Regions from separate parts of the Gossypium hirsutum genome. Here all the other regions are linked to region 1. Evidence: chromatin contacts called from public Hi-C data. All regions are on one chromosome and are shown on one strand. Each heading gives the region's core, a stretch centred on a gene start, on an enhancer-like site or on the middle of the called end of the contact. The rest is flanking DNA. Distances are from core to core; before and after follow the strand shown.

What was found. A called contact is a pair of places that touch in the nucleus more often than the background predicts.
Region 2: a contact with region 1 is called in a Hi-C map of hypocotyl, with 2.3 times the contacts expected there. The contact joins the promoter of LOC107894090 here to the promoter of LOC107894156 in region 1. A contact is called at or near these places in 4 of 34 Hi-C or Micro-C datasets (hypocotyl, leaf and seedling).
Region 3: a Hi-C map of leaf shows a contact between it and region 1, with 1.9 times the contacts expected there. The contact joins the enhancer-like site here to the promoter of LOC107894156 in region 1. A contact is called at or near these places in 7 of 34 Hi-C or Micro-C datasets (hypocotyl, leaf and petal).

Annotation. Positions count from the first base shown.
Region 1 is chrA13:12,384,772-12,387,291 of Gossypium_hirsutum_v2.1, forward strand. LOC107894156 (universal stress protein PHOS34) reads left to right here and starts at 1,265. Exons shown (of 3, transcript XM_016819377.2): 1 at 1,265-2,107. The coding sequence starts at 1,381.
Region 2 is chrA13:12,600,290-12,602,809 of Gossypium_hirsutum_v2.1, forward strand. LOC107894090 (scarecrow-like protein 32) reads right to left here and starts at 1,261. Exons shown (of 1, transcript XM_016819296.2): 1 at 1-1,261. The coding sequence starts at 1,008.
Region 3 is chrA13:12,573,820-12,576,339 of Gossypium_hirsutum_v2.1, forward strand. No RefSeq gene overlaps it. Among protein-coding and RNA genes, the nearest start is that of LOC107894090, 26 kb to the right of the region's middle. Within about 2 kb of position 1,257, at least 3 of the 9 cell types and tissues checked have an H3K27ac peak or open chromatin away from gene starts, as enhancers often do. A contact at or near this core is called in hypocotyl and leaf, where this site is marked.

The sequences.
Region 1 (2,520 bases), core at 15-2,514:
TCCATAAGTTTAAACAGCTATTTCTAGGTTATGAATTTATGATTGAAAACCCTCCATCTGGCATGTCATGTCCCCTTCTTCAAACTTCAATTTCATTATTATTACAGTTTTTGTCTCTTTCTGGTGCCTTTCTCTTCACCTCATTTTCTCTCCACAACTACTATATAACATTGGGTTTCCATCATGATATCAAAACCTCGTATTTTTTAGTATCTAATTAAAACTTTTAAAGCCTTAATTAAGACGTTTTAAAATTTTTGAGACTTCTTTAAATATTTTGAGATAATTAATTTTTTTTTAATTTTGAAAGGTTTAATTTAATTTTTTTTAAACCCCTTGTGGAGGAAGCAATTGAATTCCTTTTTAAAAAAATATAAAAGAACTTAATTATTTTTTTAATTTTAAATAATTAAAATTTGCCAAAATTTTAGAGGGCGAGCCTCCTCCAGCTTCAACCACATTCCATACCCTCCATAATTTAATGCTAAAAAAAAAGCACATAATTATCTATACTCAAATAAAATGTTAAATCAATTGAAGTGTAATTTAGTTGGTAAGGATTTAAAATTTAAATTTTTTCACAAAAAATTTAAATTTAAAATACTATAATTTTACATAATAGTTTGTACTCACGGATGTGCCAAAATCTAACAAACAGTTGACAAGTATTTGAAAATTACTTAAATCAGAAGAAAGTTATTATGGATAAGATATTTTACTAAGGGCTTCGCCGTTTGGCCCAGTCCAAAAAGTCAAACAAACTCCAAATACATGGAAAATGGGTTAATTCCAGCAAAAATACTCTAAATATTAAATTGCTCTTTATTTTTTAAAATTTTCTAATTTAAGTCCTTAAAGTCTCCGTATTGATTATTGATTAACCAAATCATATAATTAGTGCCAGTTCAGATATAACATATAGATCAAAATGTAAAAAGGAAAAAAAAAATCTTCATAAATTTTATTATAACTTTATGACTTTTATAACACGTTAAATTCAAATTATTCATATGATAGGTATACATGTATTTATGATTTTCATTTGTGTTCTAAATATGATTTAAATTTTATCCAAATTGACATTTAATGCTTAAATTAATAATAGGTTGATGGAAGAACTTGCTTTTTCTTTTTATAGTATTGATACTTAATTAAATGTTTTGAAGTCTAAAGACTGATTTAAAATTTAAACAATAGTTTGAGGATGTTTGGAGAAATTAACCCTCAGAAAAACTATTTAAATGAGTAAAGTAAAAGGTTGGCGTATCAATATCGTGTTGCTTAGTGGCGCAGTTTAGAAGTTGGTAACGCATCAGCTGTTTCATACAGCTCTCATCGCAATTTTTTCTGTTTTCCCGCAAAACGACTACTTTCCTTGCAATGAATCCACAACACCATTCTCAATCGGAGCCGGACCTTCCGGTTCCACCCCTCGCTTCTCTCCGGATCCAACCCACGTCGCCACGTGTCCCGTTGACCGTTACTCCTACCACTGGTGCCCAACGTCGCATCGCCATCGCCGTCGACTTGAGCGATGAGAGCGCTTACGCCGTCCGATGGTCTGTTCAGAACTACCTTCGTCCCGGAGACGACGTGATACTCCTCCATGTCCGTCCGACGTCCGTCCTTTACGGAGCCGACTGGGGTTCCGTCCAAGTCCAAACCATCCCTAACTCCACAACTAATCACGAAAATGCCACCGCCGACGAAGAGTCGCAGCAGAAGCTCGAGAACGAGTTCGACCTTTTCACGACGACGAAAGCGAACACGCTGGCGCAGCCGTTAGTGGATGCTCAGATTCCGTTTAAGATTCACATAGTGAAAGACCATGACCTGAAAGAGAGATTGTGTTTGGAAGTGGAGAGGTTAGGGCTGAGTGCGGTGATCATGGGCAGCAGAGGGTTTGGAGCCGCTAGGAGGACCAGCAAAGGGAGGCTTGGAAGTGTTAGTGATTATTGCGTCCACCACTGTATTTGTCCGGTGGTGGTGGTGCGGTACCCCGATGAGGAGGAGACCGGAAAAAAGAAGATTGCCGGAGAAGATGCGGAGCTGCAGCCGGTACCGGAAGAGGAACTTGAGTATTATGATGCGGAGGAGGAGCACAGAGGTTTAAGTTGATTTTATATTTAATTTTATGGTGATCAACAGCTTTAATTGGGTCTTATAATTTATAAAGCTTTCTACAGTAATTTCTGGACTTTATTTTTATTTTTTTGCTTTATGTACATGATGAAGTTCTTGTTAGGGCTCTAATTGAGCTAAGCCAAGGTTGAGAAGCTCGAGTCGAAACTCACTGCTCGAAGGTCGATTTGATCTCGAAATAAAATTGAACTAGGTGATTAAACTCAAGATCGGCCATAGTAAAATTCAACTACTTCAGCTTGGCTTAATTAAGTTTGTTTATACCATTTATGCTCTAACTCAAGCTCCATCCATAAATTAAAAGCTTTATTACGCTTGTGAATTGCTTGAATTAAGTATAAAGATACTCAAACTAGGTTCGCTTGATACCTCAAGCTG
Region 2 (2,520 bases), core at 11-2,510, 220 kb after region 1:
ATCTTTGGGCAAGAAAGTCTCCAATGCATCAAAGGGTATCCAAAGGTAATTGAAGCATGTTGTGATCCTCGAACTAAGGCTCGATGCGCTTAAATCACAATCCTCATCGACCACAACTATAATACGAGGATTAAGGCCTTTAATCACGTCGAGGAAAGCATCTCGCACGGTGGTGGTATTCCCTTTTGATTCGTCAGATAAATACCGTAGCCAATTTTGACAGTTTATCACCAAAGCCTCATCATACCTAAGGTCTAGCTGGGAACGAGTCAACTGAGTCAACAGTGATTCAAACTGAGTAGAAAACGTTTCATTGGACAAACAAGGGTCATCATCTTTGACATGGAATTCAAAAGGCACGTCCCTAAACTTAGCGAAATTGGCCAAACGGTGACCCACTTCCTCTTTCGACACGTTGAGTAAAGGGGGAACTTGTGGCCTGCAAGAGGGCACCGTGATACGGAGCGACGGTGGGCCTTCAGGCCTCTTAGCCAAGGCGTCGATTAGGGTCGGCCACTGCATACATTGAGTGATGCTAAAATCCAATATGTGAACTTTTCCGTACCCTTCAACCGCCTTAAAAATGGCACCGTTGGATGCACAAAACCCAAAACGGTGCCAAGGGATTAAATCAACGTACCCGACTAGCTCGGTAACAGTCATTAGCCTCCTCTGGAACATGCTCCCGCCGTTGAAATTCATGCTCGTGGGACAGACCCTAGACGCTCTAGAGATGAGGGCTCTTAAGAACCAAGCGGTGAGCCTCTGGTTGGTGTCGCCGACGGTGGAAGCGACGTTGTTGAGCACCCACATGACTTGCTGAGCCAAAGTCACGTCGTTGTTCTCGAGGGCACTGGCGCAGTGAAGTAGAAGCTTCTCTATGCATGCTCCATCGAGGCTACCAAGGCACCCTTTGAGTGCTCCGGTTATGGGATCCAGTGGGATGTTGAAAAGACTAGGGTTTTGAAGGGAAATTGATCCACCGTTTCCTCTTACCTCAGTTTTCATGGGTTTTATTTTTTTATGAAAAAAAAAGTAACCAACTAAATAAGCTAAAAAAGGGTGTTAATTAATTAGGGTTTTGTGGAACATGAACCAACATGCATGGAAGAAATCGTTCTGCGTTTGTTTGACACTTGTATGGCTGGTGTTGGAAATTGAAGAGCTGGGGTTTTATCTGGTTTCAGATATGGGGTGTTCAACTTGGGAAAAAAGGAAATCTACACTAAATTCCCTTTGTGTTTTCAATGCGTTAAGATTAACTTGCAAACCCTATATATATAGCTAGGGAAGGACCATATTGAATGATTATTCATGAGACATACATGCAGCCAAAATACCAAAATATATGTTAACTCGTATGCTAAGAAATTCTATTATCTCTTAAATAATGTTTTAGGTAAAATAACATTAAAAGAGATTTATTTTTAATTTAAGGTTTGGATAAAATTCAATATTAAATTTAATCAGAATTTAATATTATTATCGTAAAACATTATTATTAAAATCTTGGGTTTACTTACACAATGGATTAATTCAAATGTTTGTTATAATACCACAATTACAACATTAAGTTGCCATCCTTTTCTAAAAATCCAATTAAAATAATGAATATTGGCGTTGACAAAGCTTTCATAAGCAAATTTGTGCAATTGCTAATTATTCCTCTCCTCTTTCAGTCTTCACTTTCCCTTGTCTACTAACCAAAGTGGCTGTATATATAAAAGAGGGTAAAGAATAGGTTAAGGAAGCTGTCTTAGCCGGCCATTCTTTTTGTCGAATTTGTACTCATTGAAATGCCATTATTAAGACCAACCCAAGAATTATTATTTTTGGTTAAATTGGAATCAAAATTTTCTTCTTCTTTTTTCATAGAGTTTAGCGATTGATGGCTACCTTTCATTCCCATCGTTCAACAAAACAGGATGTGTAAATGTGATGAAAATTTGATTGCTAGTGTGCTGCCTCGTGATGCCATAAGTAAAGACAAATTAGACCAGTTCCCCACATCCCACAGGGACAAACTTAACTTATGACTATTTCCCTACAATTACAATGTCACTCATCATCCAGTTCCTACTTATGCTTTTCCAATTTGGAGGAATTGGTTTGAGCGAGTTTGAATTTTCAAATATAGTTGTTTTGAGTTTAGATTATCTGAATTTATCAGTCGAATTTTTTAGGTCATGTCATTTTAGGTTTAGGTTGTTCTAAGTAGGGATGAAATTAAGAATTATGTTTTGGAGTTGAGATAAAATTTTTTAAAAAATTAAAAGCTGCCAAAGATGAAAAAAAATAGTGTAAAATGATTTAATTGAATAATTAATTGTTTTTGGAGGTGCAAAAAATGTAAATATCTCTTTTGACCACAACTAAAAAAGGATTAAATTGAAAAGCTTATACTTAAGAAGATTAAAAAGTAAAATTATATCACTAAGTGTTGTGTATAGTGGTATGGTACATTATACTCTCAATTAAGAACAACCGATTCAAATTCTGAATATAACATTATTAGAAAAA
Region 3 (2,520 bases), core at 7-2,506, 190 kb after region 1:
CACTGAGTTTCCCCAAACTCACCCCTTTTATTTTCATCTACGCAGGTAATCCCCAACCATAGTGGGCTTTGAGCTGTGAGGGAATTCGGAGTGGCCACCTGTTCTGAAAGTTTAATTTTTTTCTGGTGAACTGGACATCCTTTTATTTACGTTTGAAGTTTTGGGTTTTTAAATGTAATAATGCCACTTATTTATTTTTGATGGTTTTTAATATGTATTACTAAGATAGATAATACTTATTTTAACTGTTGAAATTGGATAGCTTTAAGGCGAGTTTTCAAAAACAACAGTTGATTTCAAAATAACACGACAACAAGCAAAGCTTCCGCAATGAAAGTATTTTCCAAAATTAATCACTTTTCCTAAAAATGACTTAATCAAATCGGTTTCCTAGAAATATCCATGACGTTAAGGTGTGGCAATGACGGTATGCATGTCTAGGATTGGATTCGAAGGGAGCTTGGTACTTAAGCAGTCCGATGGACTCACCACCTCTTTTCCGGTTTCCTACCTGGTGCACAGCTTCCATTCACTTTAACCTTTAATGAATTAATCTTTTGAACATCAAGTACGATTTTCTGGACTTAGAATGGAAAGTTTTTTTTTTACGTTTTTGATGTGGCATGCCGGATCTGGCCATAACTTCTGGGCCGGGTTTGGGGTGCTACAATTATAATAATTAATTTCGTTGACATTATTTTTAGTCAATTTCACTGCTCATCTAAATGGATCCTAAAGTTAATATTTTGATGTTCACTTTTTTCTAAGTAATGTTGAAGCTTTTGACATAGGCTCAAAATCTGTCATCCCCCTTCCCCACCCCTAATGTTATGTAAAAAAGTGTTCACATTTTTCAAAACATGGTATATTTTTTAATATAATTTATAATACTAAATTAATATATTTTTCTAAAAAAAGCTACAAATTTATCAATGTAAATATATATATTCAGAATTAAATATTAAAATTTATTAATTAGATTTAATAGTTTATTTTTCAAAATAATTATAAAAAATGGTAGCAACCAAATATGATAGGGATGGAAAAATAACAAAATTTGAACCTGAAATGAAACATATGATGAGCAGAAGATTGCTTTGAAGATGGGGGACTCCCCCCCTAACATTTTAGCCTTCATAGTGACCCTAGCATACTCAAATAGCTTGTTTTTATATTTAAACCATAGAACCATAAATCTAATCTAAAATAAGATAAGCAGCTGACCTTAGATAAGTGGGTCAACATGATGAAAGTGTTTGGCACACGTGAAGGTGCGAGGTTAGGTGGGTATAATACTAGTAAGTGTAGGGGTGAGTATTTGATCGAGTCGGATCGAGTCGAGTCGAAATTAGTAAAAATTTTTAAGTTAGTCGAGTTAACAAATCCTATTTTAGTAACTAAACTCAATTTAAATTTTTTTCAAATTGAATTGAATCAAGTCACAAATTTTCGAGTCAAATCGAGTCGAGTTAACGAATCGTATTATTTATATTTAATGTTGCGTTTAGGTGGACTGATTAATTAACTAGTATACGAAATATAAGATTATTTAACAACATAAATAATATAATGATTTTGACTTTTAACTTAATGGATAAAAAATTATTAAAACGACATAGTTTTACCTTTTAACTTAATTATTTTGAATTTTAACTTTTAAAAAAGTAAACATTTATCAAAACGACGTAGTTTTGTCTTTTCTTATTCAAATTTTCAGATAATTCGAATTGTGTAATTCATATTCGAGTTAAACCGAAAAACTTAATTTTTTTATTCGAGTTGATCCGAATAACTTAATTAACTCAAATAACTCAAATTATTTAATTCAAAATTTAAAATTTTTATCTAATTTTTATAATCGAATCAGATTTTGTTCACCAGAAGTGTAGGTAGAGAATGCCAACACAACACGTGATTCTTCTGCACTTTCCATGTTAGTGGAATTCGGGCCTCACTCTTATCCATTTCCATTTTCTCTTAAAACCATAATGGCTATGTCCCTCACTATTATCAGTTTCTTCTGTGTAAATTGATTATTGGACTTCAAATTTCCAGGCTGGTTTTTAAAATCCTAATGGGCCACCCCACCTTCACTTAATTGCTATTGGGTCAATCTGAAGTTACACTGAAATACAGTCCAAGTATATTTTTTTTGTCATTCTCGAAATTTTATCATACATGTATGCTTGTAAAAACCATATATTTAAAATATAAAGGTGTGCTTAATAATAACATACAATATGGTTTGAAATTGATTAATAATAACACATGAAATATGCACAATATTAAAATAAAATAAAAAGATTAAATTGTGAGTAAATTGAAAATTAAACATATAAATATATCAGATTAATAATACTAAAAATGACTAAAATTGTTTACCATGACGTTGTAATCAATTCTGAGTTAGTGTTGAGTTAATTTGTGACACCAACTCAATCAACAACCTTATTAATATATATATACACAATTAATTGAGGTAATAAAGTGTGCATAATAAAAGTAAAATGTATACAAAAA